Linked DNA regions of Hordeum vulgare: region 2 is linked to region 1. The links are chromatin contacts, called in public Hi-C maps. All regions are on one chromosome and are shown on one strand. Each heading gives the region's core, a stretch centred on a gene start, on an enhancer-like site or on the middle of the called end of the contact. The rest is flanking DNA. Distances are from core to core; before and after follow the strand shown.

Region 1 (6,504 bases), core at 2,841-5,340:
AAATAGCACTTATAATTTCCAACACCTGGCATGTACTCTTCTAGACTATACCAACTTAAGATATACTCCCCGTGTCTGGAATTATTTATCGCACAAATTTATAAAAATGTATGTATCTAAAACTAAAGTATATCTAGATGCATCCATTCATGTAACAAGTATTTTCGGGCGCAGGAAGTACTTCCTTCGTTCCTAAATATAAGTATTTTTAAAGATTTCATTGCGAACCACATACGGATGTATATAAACATATTTTAAAGCGTAGATTCACTCACTTTGCTTCGTATGTATTCCATAGTAAAATATTTAAAAAAGACTTATATTTAGAAATGGAGGGAGTACAAAATGTAAAAAATCTAATGCAATATCTAAATGTGATTCCCATAGCTGCAACATCAATCACATTTATCCCAGCCCATGATAGAAACCAAACACACCCTTAGAGCACCTCCAACCGACCGACTCAAACGGACGGCGATTTTGTCCCTTTTTCGTCAGTTTGGATCGTCCGCCGACTCTGTGTTCGTCCGGTCTATGATTTGGGTCGGTAACGCGTCCAATACGCCGATCCATATTTCTCCGCGTGGCCGGCTAACCACCGGTTTTTAACAAATAAAAATATTTTGCATATTTTTTAAAAGCAAATGAAATAGCATAGTTTTACAATCGAAATAAAATGTAGCAAAGTTTTACAAGCCCATTAAAAATTATATTGTCTAAAAGATACACCTATTGGTTGCCAACATGATCATATGCTCAATCAAATCATCTTGCAACTAAATATGAGTTTCCCAATCACGCATTTCATGATGAAATTGGGTGAGTTGTGCGAACGATGTCGCTCCTCCACCATGATGAGGCACCACATTGTCACCCTGAAACTCAAACCCTTGATCGTGGAGACGTTCCGGGCGCTCATCCTCTATTGTTATATTGTGTATAATCACACAAGCAGTCATCACTTCCCACAACTTCTTGGTGCTCCATGTTCTAGCATGATACCAAACTATGCCCCATCGAGATTGCAGAACACCAAAGGCACGCTCGACATCCTTCCTAGCACTCTCTTGCTCTTGGGAAAATCTTTTCCTCTTCTCTTCGACAGAGTTGGAGATTGTCTTCAAAATAGTGGTCCACTGTGGATAGATTTTGTCAGCTAGATAGTATCCTTTGTTGTAGTTGTGATCATTGATGTTAACATCGATCGACGGGCTGTTGCCTTCGGCAAGCCTTGCAAACACCGGCGAACGTTGAAGCACGTTGATAACATTGTGTGATCCGGCCATGCCAGAGAAAAAGTACCAGATCCAGAGATCTTGAAAGGCCACAGCCTCAAGTATGAGAGTGCAAGCCTTGACATGGCCCTTGTACTGGCCTTGCCAAGCAGAAGGGCAGTTCTTCCACTCTCAGTGCATGCAGTCTATGCTGCCAAGCATCCCTGGAAAGCCCCGGCTGGCATTGGTCGCCAACAAGCGGGTTGTGTCTGCAGCAGACGGCTCTCTCAAGTACTCAGGGACAAACATTGCAACCACAACCTTGCAGAATTTGTACAACGACTCTAGGCACGTAGACTCACTCATACGGACGTACTCATCGATAAGATCACTAGGTACTCGTAAGCAAGCATCCGGATAGTTGCAGTGCATTTCTGATAAGATGAGAAGCCAATCTTTCCAATGGCATCCTCTTTGCACTCGAAGTAGTCATGTATCCAACCACTCCTCTCGAATCCGGTTGAAAACATGTCTAGCCATACAGAAACGCCGCCGGAATTTGTGATGTTTGAACAACGGATTGCTTGTATCAAAGTAGTCCTTCCATAGAAGGATATGGCCGCTCTCTCGATTGCGATTCAATGCCGAAACATGCCCCGGAACAAAGGCCGTTGCTTATTAAGGTGGTCATGGACCAACACGGCAAGCAGCATCTCCTCATCGTCGGATGAGGAATCATCGGAGTCGCGAAGAATATTATGGAAAAAGAACTCGTCGGCGCAGTCCATTTGTACCTTGAGGCAAACTGTCAAACAGTTTGCGGGCATGGATGATGAAGCTAACCAGCGACGGCGTATTGGGGTCGGGGAAGCTGCGGTGGCCCGGCGACGTGGGTAGGCACTGGGGATTTGCGGGAGGAGGCGCCGGAACTAGGCGGCAACGGGCTGGGGACGAGGCGAGGGCTAGCTGTCGGCGTTGTCAGTAGGGGTGGAAAACGATCAATGTGCCACCGACTGACGGGTCAAGGAATGAAGTACGTGTGCGTCGTCAGCGTCTGCTTTGTGTCCATGCCAACGCAAATCAGGCTTAAAATTGGATGGGGAATGGGTCCGAACGCGGACGAAAAGCGGACGCGCGTCCGTTTGAGTTGGCGGGTTAGATCGACTTTTTATCCTCGCGGACCTAAACAGACCGCGACGAACGAAATAGATCGTTCCGTTGGAGTTGCTCTTAGAGAACCAAGCTTTGCCCTGCTGGCTAGCAGTGGAGTGCGCACTCTGCCTACCCGCGTCCGAGGCCTAGCGTGCCTTCACATTGTCTTAGAAGAATATTGGCTGCATATATTTCTCTTAGAAGAATATTTATATAAATCTGTCATGTTACCTATTTTACATTGTTGTTCATTGTGGAAATTTGAGCTGCTATAAGAAACCTATGAGGTTACTCTGAACATGAGACTAAAAACATAGAATGCTGTAGAATGTTGATGAATGGACACAACTAAATTCTAGTATTACCCAAAATCAGCCAACAACCTAGCTTAGAGTTGTGATTTAGAAAAGATATTTCATCAGAATGTTCTTGTAATTATACAACATAGGCCATCCAAATTCAGACGAACTTTAGGACTCCCAAGTTCAAGTTGGTATTCATCCAGTAAGAACAAATTATATACATCGATGTATTTTCTCAAGCAACACAATCGAATGAAAAATCGCATATATAGTGTTGCACTCCAAATGCTTATCGTAATGTCAAAAACAAATACTTGTTGCCTAACCGAATTCCCTCATAAACAGCACATATTTTCTAAATTAAAAATAAAGGATACACATTCCTACAAGCAACAATGTCATTGTACCAATCAGACAAAGAAAAGGTTTTGGAACAATCAGCAAAAGAAGTACTATCAAGCATAGGCTGCTAGGAAGAGCAAAAATTATCATTGTTATTTTATAGAACTATCAATCATTATTATCCGATCAATTCCCCACATCTGAGAAAAAAATAGATGTTGAATTAGAAGAGGAACAAGGGAACGACAGCAGGCAAGCAATCAACTTCCTGCTCATGCGTTCCTAATTCCTACCCTCTTCAGTCTTCATCCCTTGCTCTCACCAGAAACACACACACACACACACACCGGAACAATATACACACGCCTACACTGCGGCCATTATTATTGTATAAAGGGAAGGCGGTCGGCTTACTTGGCCATGTACAGTTGTTACAGAGGAGGAGGTAGGTACAGTGGTCTATCTCATTCGTCGTCGATGTACTCGAACTCGTCCTCGCGTAGGTGGACGAAGAGCTTGACCGGCTTGGGCTGGGTGTCGACGGTGAGCTGGAACTCGACCTTGAAGGGGAAGTTGGCGGTGATGCGCTTGCCCTTCCAGACGCCGACGTACTGCTTGATGACGCCCTCCATGCCCTGGATGTCCAGGTCGGGCGCCTTGACGACGTGGTAGACGCGGAGGGGCGCCGTGACGCGCACGCGCCTGCCGACCTTGGGCGCGTGCTCGGCCTCCTCCTCGGCCACGTCGGACGAGGAGGAGACGTCGCTGGTGAGGGAGACCCGCGGGCGGGCGGTGCGGAGGCGCGGCGGCGGGCCGAGGCGGCAGCGGCGGGGGGCAGCGGAGGCCGGGGAAGGGAGGCGGCGGAGGAGGAGGACCGAGGAGGCGGAGGCGGAGGTGGAGGGAGGCGCCATGGCCGCGGCGGTCGTTGCCATTGGCGGCGGGCGGGCGGGGGAGCGACTGGAATGTGGGGCGCGTGTGGAGGGGAGCGGCGTCGGGTCGAACAGGTGGTGGGCGCGCGGGAGAGGGGTGTAGGATAGGAGCCCGGGCAACGAGAGGTGGAGGAACGGATAGACGAGCGAGTGAGGATGTGCGAGACGTGGGTTGCGTACTGTAATATTTCTGACGCTTTCGTTTTCGTTTGCATCCGGCCTTCGGAAACGTCCAGAATTTTGTAGCTCCGTCATGGTAAGCTGCTGCCCAGGGCCGTTCTCAATCTCAGAAAACGGTGCAACAGATCACGAAATGCTCGACAGACAGTGAAATTCGTAAGCAAAGAGTTGTGAAATTCATTTGTAGAAATAAATAAATATTGGGAGACATTTCGAATATCTTGAAATTCATAAGCTCCTGTCGAGTGTAAATAGTTCGATAAGATATAATTGCTCGTACAAATCTCTTCTTCTGCTAAGAAATTGTCTCGTCATGTTGGTGTTCACACATCCTGAACTTAATTATCCACAACAACACAACACATTGGATATTAAGATTAGAGCAGCAAGCGGTTTTGCAATTCTACGCTGATATTTTTTTGCAAAAAAATAAAAAAAACCCGGCCTTTGCATCAATTGATGTGTACATCTATTTTTATTAATTATTCAATAAAGATCTAACAAAAACATATATCAAGTCATCCGAAACCATCACTCACACCTACAAACCCGATAATATGGAGTGTTCTCACTTTTCATATCTAAACTGGTGTCGTCGTCAATCCATCGGCAAAACGTATCGAAACCTACAACCGGTGCAACAAACCTTACACCACATGCATATATTTTAGAAGTTGTCATCATCAATTCTACGCTGATGAAACAAACAATACCGAAAGGATAAATCATTGTGTACACGAAGGGCAGAGAATTTACGTAAGCTTGTGCTAAAACATGAAAAGTGTGTGCTTACTGAAATGGCTGACGGCAGATGAACTTTTCATTACGGCACAAAAGGAGCATCACAGAAACCTGAGTGATCCCACCGGCAACAGCCTACCAAGCATTTATCAAGCTTCAACTAGAATGGTCCTAGCTTGACATGCCAACACACAATGTAGCTACACACTAGATACACGACGACTATACGAGACTTTTTCCATAATCTCTGCTGCAGCAGACAGTCTTTAGCATGCAACGGCGGCAAAGGATGTGTGCCATTGCTTCATCTCACAAAGTCAAAGCATTCAGTTATGACGACTGAAGGCCAGTTTCTGTTTTTGCATCCAAGACCTCACTCTTGGAAGCCGACCGGACAAGCGAAGCTGATGGCAAGGGAGACAACAATTTGGCTGCTGGAACTCTCATAAGATAGATGCGGTTGTTCTCATTCACTACCTTCTCCAAGTTCTGGTTCATCTCTTGTTCTAGCCTGGAAACAGAATCATAAAGGGAAGCAGGGGCTCCCCTGGCAGTTCTCTTGGCATCAACAACTGCATTAATCCCAAACTGCAGCCGCGCTATCTCCTCGCCAATTTCCATCTTCTCATGCAATTCAATGGCATACCGATAGCAAGCTTCTGCATTTAATTGAGCAGCCTTCAACTGGATGTGAGACAACCATGATCTTTCAATGTGATTCTGCAGTGGAGGGATAACCAGTGCACCATACGCTTCTTCATAGTACAAGGCAGCCTGCATAAGGCCAGAGGCAAATATTTTTCTCATGTCAACTTTTTCTTCTATGCATTTTAACAGAATTATATTTAAAATGTTCAGACATGCAAAATATATGTTCTATTATCTTTGCCACTTCAGCAGCAGAACCTTACATCAAATCCCTAAGCCCACGAACCTACTGATCCTCGTACTTTAATAGCCTATGGCAAAGATTCTGATTCAGCTCGGTGTTTGCTAATCGAAGAAGAAACGTACTCCAGCACTTTTCTCACGGAATGCTGATGGTTTCTTATGGAATGCTGCTGGCACATCATGCTAACAGTATCTGCCAGGCATATAATCACACCAATCTTGCACTCAGGTAGGCAATCCAAAATAAGAGAGCAAAATATTGCATCTCCAGTGCAGCCTGTAATGGAACTCTCTCAAAGACACATCCATATGCACAGCAAGACGAAAAACTGGACCAGGCCCCAGAAAAACTAGACAAAGGAGGTGCTTAAGCCTGCTTTGGAAGTCACAATTCAGTTTGCAACAACCAGTTTGCTAACAGGTTACCAACCTCGCCCTCCCCCCACAATACCTATAACATGTGATCCTCATCAAGCCATGATGGTAGACCATGTTGGGAGTATCCTAGCAAACTGGGCATGAGCAGCACGGGTATGGCGGAACGGTGGCAACCAGAAATAGTTATAAACTGGCAGAATTTAGGTCTAATATGATCGTAACTTCAATGCAAAAAACCATCTCTAGATTGCACAGAAAATACATGGCACTTCACCAATCTAGTACTCCCTCTGTTCCATAATTCTTGTCACGGGGGAGTACTGGAAATTCTAACCAGATTGATTGGTTTGAACAAAATAAAATCTTGCATATTTA
Region 2 (6,539 bases), core at 875-3,374, 170 kb after region 1:
CATTAGTGAAACTCTTAGAATGACTTATATTTAGGAACGGAGGGAGTATCGATCATGAAACCAACAGTACATATAACGTGCATGGCAGATGTGGCACCCATATATATATATGGTTCAACAGTACTACAGGAAACACAAATATATTTAGGTAAGAACAAGAGGAGAGCATAAAAATCGTCTCCTCTTTCAAACCTTTATTAGGAATCCCTAAACCATACACAACACAACTAAAGATGCAGGAAACAATTGAAGAGGGCTAGCTATCTAATGTCTAAATCTCATCTTAGAATCATCACGGAAGGATGTACAAGGATGGAGAATCAAATATAGCCCATCTTTGTCCCAGCCTATAAAATGCAGCCGGGGCCTTCCATGCGATTTTCAGGAGAAAATCGATCAAGAGAGAAAAGAAAAAGGTTATGAGATGTTCCTGTGATGTGATGATGCCACAAGCTGTCTGTTAAAAATCTGCAGCCTGTGTGCATCTCACAGCGTAGGTAGGTTCTGTCTTCTGTGTGTGAGATATTCAGAGATGGGAATGCGTGTCTTAGTCCTTCCACATGAAGGGAGGACGGGGAGGAAGGGGAGAAGGGGGAGCGGCACAGGCCGTGCCTGTCCCTGCCGCCGGTGCCATGTGGGCTTCGGGCGCACTGGGGACGTAGTCCATGCCGGCCTGCTCACCGGCGAAGCGAGACTGGAGTAGGAGGCCATGGGCGCTGTCCATGTCGTAGTCCCAGACAGAGCTGCCCGGACCCCACGCGCTGAACCATGCGTCGTCGGCGGGGCCCCAGACGCCGCCGGGGGTTGCTGGAGCCTGCTGCATCATGGCCGTGCTGCCGTCGCTGCATTGTTGCTCTGCATTCTGGAGCTGAGGATTTTGCTCTGGTTCCGGGAGGCCGTCCTGCTCTGCTGCGGAGAGCAAAGGTTTCGGTCCAACAACGTTGGCTTGCTCGTCCATGTGCTGCTTCTGTTCACGCTGGAGCAGCAGCTGCGCTTGCTGCGCATGGGTCTCTTCCGGCGTCGGCGGAGCGGACTTGGAGGAGGAGGAGGAGGCCGACGCCGCGGCGCTGGCGCTGGTGCGGCCGCTCCCGCCGGAGCGGCCTTTGCCGAGAAAGAGGTCGGGGAAATTGAGCCGCGCGTTCTCGCCGCGCAGCTTGAAGGCCTCGCGATCGTACGCCATGGCGGCGTCCTCGGCGGTGTCGAAGGTGCCGAGCCACAGGCGCGTTCGGTTCCGCGGCAGGCGGATCTCCGCCACCCACTTCCCCCAGTGACGCTGGCGCACGCCGCGGTACAGCTTGGCCGGGCCAGGCGGCCGCAGCAGGTGCTGGTACAGCGCCGGCGGCACGACCCCGCCGAGCACGCCTCGCGGGCTCAGGTTCAGGGCCGCGCTCCAGTAGCGCAGCGCCTCGGGCGACATGTACTGCGGCGGAACCAAGGCGGCCGCCGCCTCGAACTGCTGCTGCTGCTGGGCATCGCCGAAGGATATCATCTGCGGATGCTGCGAAGGTGTGTGTTGCTGCTGCTGCGGCAGCATCGGCTGTTGGTACAAGCTGGAGGAGTATTGCAACAGCTGCAGGAGCCTCGGGGCCGCCGCCGGGGACGGATCGTACGCGAACGGGAATATCTGCCGCGTCGACGACGCATAAGGCGGCAAGGACGTCGCGGGCGGAGAGAGGGGGTTGGAAACAGAGGAGGAGTCCGGGGAAGCAGGGGCCGACGACAGCGAGGACACGGAGCGGCGGAGGCGGCAGTCGGGGCTCCGCATCTTCTTCAGCGGCGGGAGCAATGCGGCCGCCGGCGCGTCTTCTAAAACCGGCGCCAGCGGCTGCTGCTGCTGCTTCTCCGCCGCCGAGCTCGCGGCCTTCCCCTTCCATCTCCGCTCGCGCCCGCGGACGCCGCCACCACTATCCGCCGCGTCCATTCCAGCAACTCGCCCAATCGCGCGAACCCTCCGGCTGAATTTTAACCCGGCCGCCGCCGCCCGCCGCAGACAATACCAAACCAGGCCAAGCAACTCACGTACGAAGCGTACAAGGCTGCGAGAGAAGCTGCGGGGCGCGCGTGCGCGGGGGAGGAGGTGAGCCAATGGGGCGCGAGGTTCTGATCTGATTTGGAGTGATCGGCCGGCCGCGACGGGCTTATAAAGGTGGGCGGGCCAGATATTTTTCGGGAGCTCGGGGATGTTCCACGCGGGCGAAAACGAGAAAGGCAGTTGTCGCGGTGTGGCGCCAACGGGGTCGTGGACGGTGGTCGGGCCCCACGCGCATTGACCCGTCAGCGAGCCCCGCCCGGCGCCACGTCGGACCTCGCGATTCGTGCGACGGCCTAGGAGCGCCGCAAGAATCGCGAGCCATGCGCTGGAGACCCGACGTAGCTTTCGGTTTGGTGTCGCGGCTTTGCGCGGACGGCACTGGCCGGGAAAGAAGCCTTGGAGTGATCCGTCTGTTGCTTTCCTTGCACTACAATCTCGTTTCGGCCCCGTTATTATTCTTCTCGACTGCGAAAAAATCGGGTTTTGTTGGTGGGCTGACCGGGTTCGAGTTGGCGAATGCCTATCACCTCCAGTTGTTATGCTGGCAGTACTTCCAATATTCCAACGTCATGGCTGGCTGATTCAATAAAGGGAAAATCTAATTAGAAGCGCCGCACAGCGGATTTTTCATGCGGCGGGTGCAATGCATGGACACTCTGTCTCGCATGTATTATACTTCTGCATGTGTCGCTATCGTGCTACAGTATTTTTACTAATCACTACAAAAGTCATGCAAGCACATGCGATCAATGTGCTAGAGTGCTCAAATTGTTTGGACATGCAGCGACAAACCTTCTTTCTTTACCAGGCATGCATGTAATAATGTCAGCTAGATTCCCTTCAATGTTTGAAATTTAAAAAGTCTTATCTCTAAAACGGTTAATTTGATCAAGGATCTGTTTTCACAGTTGTCTTTGTCGCGATGAGATCTTCGAAACTAGATCCCATATTGACATGTCTTGACACCTTTTCTTTTCATCCATATTTGCCACATTGTTTCACTTACTTGTCATATTTGTAAACACTTACTTGCATGATAAAATATAATTGTTACACTTACTTGTCATATTTATAAAACTTACTTGTTTGATAAAATATAACAAAATTACCATGTTTTACAATTGCATGTAAAGAATGACAACTTAAGATAATAAATCTGACAACTGTAAAACATGGCATTTTAGTTATATTCTATCAAGCAACTTAGTGTTTACAAATATGACAAGTAAGTGTAACAATGTGGTAAATATGGATGGAAAAAAAAGGTTGTCAAAACATGTCAATATGGGATCTAGTTTTGAAGATCTCATCGCGACAAAGACAATTGTGAAAACAAATCATCGATCAAATTAATCGTTTTAAAGATAAAACTTTTTGAATTTCTAATGTTAAAGAGAATCTTGATGACGTCATTGTATGCATGCGTGATAAAGAAAAGGAGATTTACGTCTCCATGTTCAAACTATTTAAAGTAATATGAATATGTGATTAGAGGGACACATTAATTTTTACATGGGTTAGCTGGCCGCCGCATCGGAAGACCGAGATGCAGCGCCGCTATGTAGTGGAGTCCTTCAATAAATCATTTGGTACCGTGTGCTCCGTCTGTAAGCAATGAGAGGAGCCCAGGTGTATGGTTTGCAGACGACGCAGGACTGAGGAAGATCTTTGCATTTGTTATTATATAATATGGAGCAGTACTAACAATTGCATGCATCATTATGTGAGGGCTATGTGAGGGCTGCATATGCCGAAAGGGCACCGGATTAACCACTTTAACTAGTGAAGCAATCGGCTTATCGTTTCAGAAAAGAACTGGCTGGGGAATTCCCCCCTAGTTTAGGACCTTGTCTTTTAGTACTACTTTAAATCTGTCTATGGTCCATTCTGGCAACACGTGCCGCTGCCGAGCATGCCTTTTCTCTCTTCCTGCGAATCTGATGCATGTTCGGTGATGTGCTGCTGGGAATGGCGTGAAAGGCGTTTGGAAGTGTTGATTCCGGGTGTTGGCGTCTGAGTGTAAATTGTTATTACCTTTGGTAACTTCTCCTGTAAAATTACTCGTACCTACAAGAGGATGGAAGGTGTCTGCGGGAATATTTTTCTGGGAACAACTGCATCAATAATTTATGCTGCCACATAAACGATTCCTTGTTCTACACGCACCATGCACATCCAGAGATGAGATCACCATGCATTAATCCCCGCAGCAAGCAGCTCTTAAACTCCACAATAACAAATAACAATGCGTTGACCACTTGATATACGCTAGTATTGTGAAAACGGCTGTATTAGTTTATGAAAATACTTTAAATAAATCGGCTGATTCCACGAGCGCTTAAGCCGCACCGAACAGCTGCCACGCTTCCCTCTAGGCCTTGCTCTCTTTCTGGATCAGATCGAGCCTATCCCATTCCCCTCGTTTCTCTCTCTCGCACGCTTTTTCTCCACCGATGCCGCTATGACGAGGAAACCATCGCTTTCGCAAACCCCCGACATGTCTCGCACCTGCAAGGACGGCGGCAGAGCTGAGTCGCACGAGGTGGTGCTTCAATGGAGCTTCACCGGAGTCATCAGGCTACAATGGAGCTTCGCGGATGCTACTGTGGTGCTTCAATGGAGCTTCGTCCGGATCATCGGGTTACAATGGAGCTTCGCGGATGCTGCATCGGAGCACCGGTGATGCTTCAATGGAGCTTCGTCGGGGTCATCAGGCTACAATGGAGCTTCGCGGATGCTGCATCGGAGCACCAGTGGTGCTGCAATGGAGCTTCATCGGCGTCGGCGGTGTTGCCTTGCAACTTTCTCTCATCGCGGGGGGTTGCAATGGAGCTTCGTCGGGGGAGGTGAGGGGGTATCGTCGGGGGCTGCTTGATGCTGGCATGGACATCATCCAGAGTTTTCTCTCCTGCATCAAATTGGTGGAGCCGTGGAGGGGAAGAGACTTGGCTGATCCAACGGATGGAGGACAGGTGATCCTATGGTTGTCAACCCGGCTGATTTCCTGGAAAATCAGCCGGTTGATTTGTAGCATCTGCCTTAGTTTATTGTGCTAGGAGAATATGTTGGATCAGGTATGACCTGCAAGTCGGTCTTAGGCTATTTCCAACCGATTCTCTAAAAATAAAGAAGTAAAACGACACAGTAAATCTTAGTGGATATATTTACTCTATTAAGTTTTGATCGTTTATAGTCGCTACACCATTCTTAACGGTGTAATTTTTTTGCTTTTTCTAAACTTCGCAATTCTACTTCTAAACTTTGCAATTCTACTATAAATTGCAACTACATATTAGCACACATATAGAAACCAAACATAAATTGGAATGTTCAAACAAATCATGTATATAGTTTACAAACCGAATCCGAAGTTTACAATCCAAATTATTCAAATTTAAACATGCCGAATGATTCAAATGTAGCAAATAGTATATGATAGAACAAATAGGACTCGCTAAGACGTTGCGAGTGATGCTCAACAAGATCTTGTTGGAGCTGAACATGAACTTGATGGTTCTCTATCTTGTGATGCTCCTTAAGGAATGCCAAGATTCTCTACGTATCATACTCTAGCTCAACCGGAGTTCCCTTGGTGATGTACCAAAATTTCTCAGGCATATCCCTGTCGTCTTCAATGATCATGTTATGCAATATGATGTAACAAGTTATGATCCATAGAACCTTGGAGTTAAAGTACTCGACAGGGTCATGAACAATGGCAAAGCGCTTCTGAAGCACACCGAAGGCTCTCTCAACATATTTTCTAGCAACTTCTTGAAATTGGGCAAAGTGAATGTTTTTGTTATCGTTGGAACACGTAATTGTTTTGACCAAGTTGGCCCATTGTGAATAGATGCCATCCGCAAGGTAGTAACCCATCGAGTAATTGTGGTCCTTGACCGAGTAGTCGCAAGCAGGAGCTTCACCTGTAATAAGCGTAGAAAATAGTGGAAATCTTGACATCACATTCAAGTCATTGTGAGAGCCATGCATACCAAAGAATGAATGCCATATCCAGAGATTGACCCATGCAACTGCCTTAAGAATGATCATTGTATTATTGGTGTGGCCTTTGTACTCAACCTTCCACTCTACATGACAATTCTTTCATCTCACTACATACGGTCAAGCGATCCAAGCATCCCTACCCATCCTCTGGATTCATTCTCAGTCGTCGGTGTGTGGGTGGCTTCCTCGGTTGGTGCTCTCAAGTACTTCGGGTCAAAGACGACGATCGTGATCTTGGCATGACCCTCGAACACCCTTCAAGATTGTATCTTCACCAATGTGGACGTAGTCATCAATTGTTGTTGGAAATATTCCCTAGAGGCAATAATAAATTGGTTATTATTATATTTACTTGTTCATGATAATCGTTCATTATCCATGCTAGAATTATATTGATTGGAAACTCAAATACATGTGTGGATAAATAGACAACACACTTTCCCTAGTGAGCCTCTAGTTGACTAGCTCGTTGATCAAAGATGGTCAAGGTTTCCTGGCC

Evidence for each region. A called contact is a pair of places that touch in the nucleus more often than the background predicts.
Region 2: a Hi-C map of leaf shows a contact between it and region 1, with 3 times the contacts expected there. The contact joins the promoter of LOC123402585 here to the promoter of LOC123401757 in region 1. A contact is called at or near these places in 3 of 6 Hi-C or Micro-C datasets (leaf and seedling) and 1 of 1 datasets of contacts at active chromatin or transcription factors (embryo).

What each region holds. Positions count from the first base shown.
Region 1 is chr6H:389,734,367-389,740,870 of MorexV3_pseudomolecules_assembly, forward strand. LOC123401757 (ferredoxin-thioredoxin reductase, variable chain-like) reads right to left here and starts at 4,091. Exons shown (of 1, transcript XM_045095611.1): 1 at 3,143-4,091. The coding sequence starts at 3,942. The coding sequence ends at 3,475. It overlaps LOC123401756 (vacuolar-sorting protein BRO1-like), which reads right to left. Exons shown (of 2, transcript XM_045095610.1): 2 at 4,922-5,634. The coding sequence ends at 5,191.
Region 2 is chr6H:389,905,748-389,912,286 of MorexV3_pseudomolecules_assembly, forward strand. It overlaps LOC123402585 (ethylene-responsive transcription factor ERF054-like), which reads right to left and starts at 2,125. Exons shown (of 1, transcript XM_045096510.1): 1 at 90-2,125. The coding sequence starts at 1,921. The coding sequence ends at 548.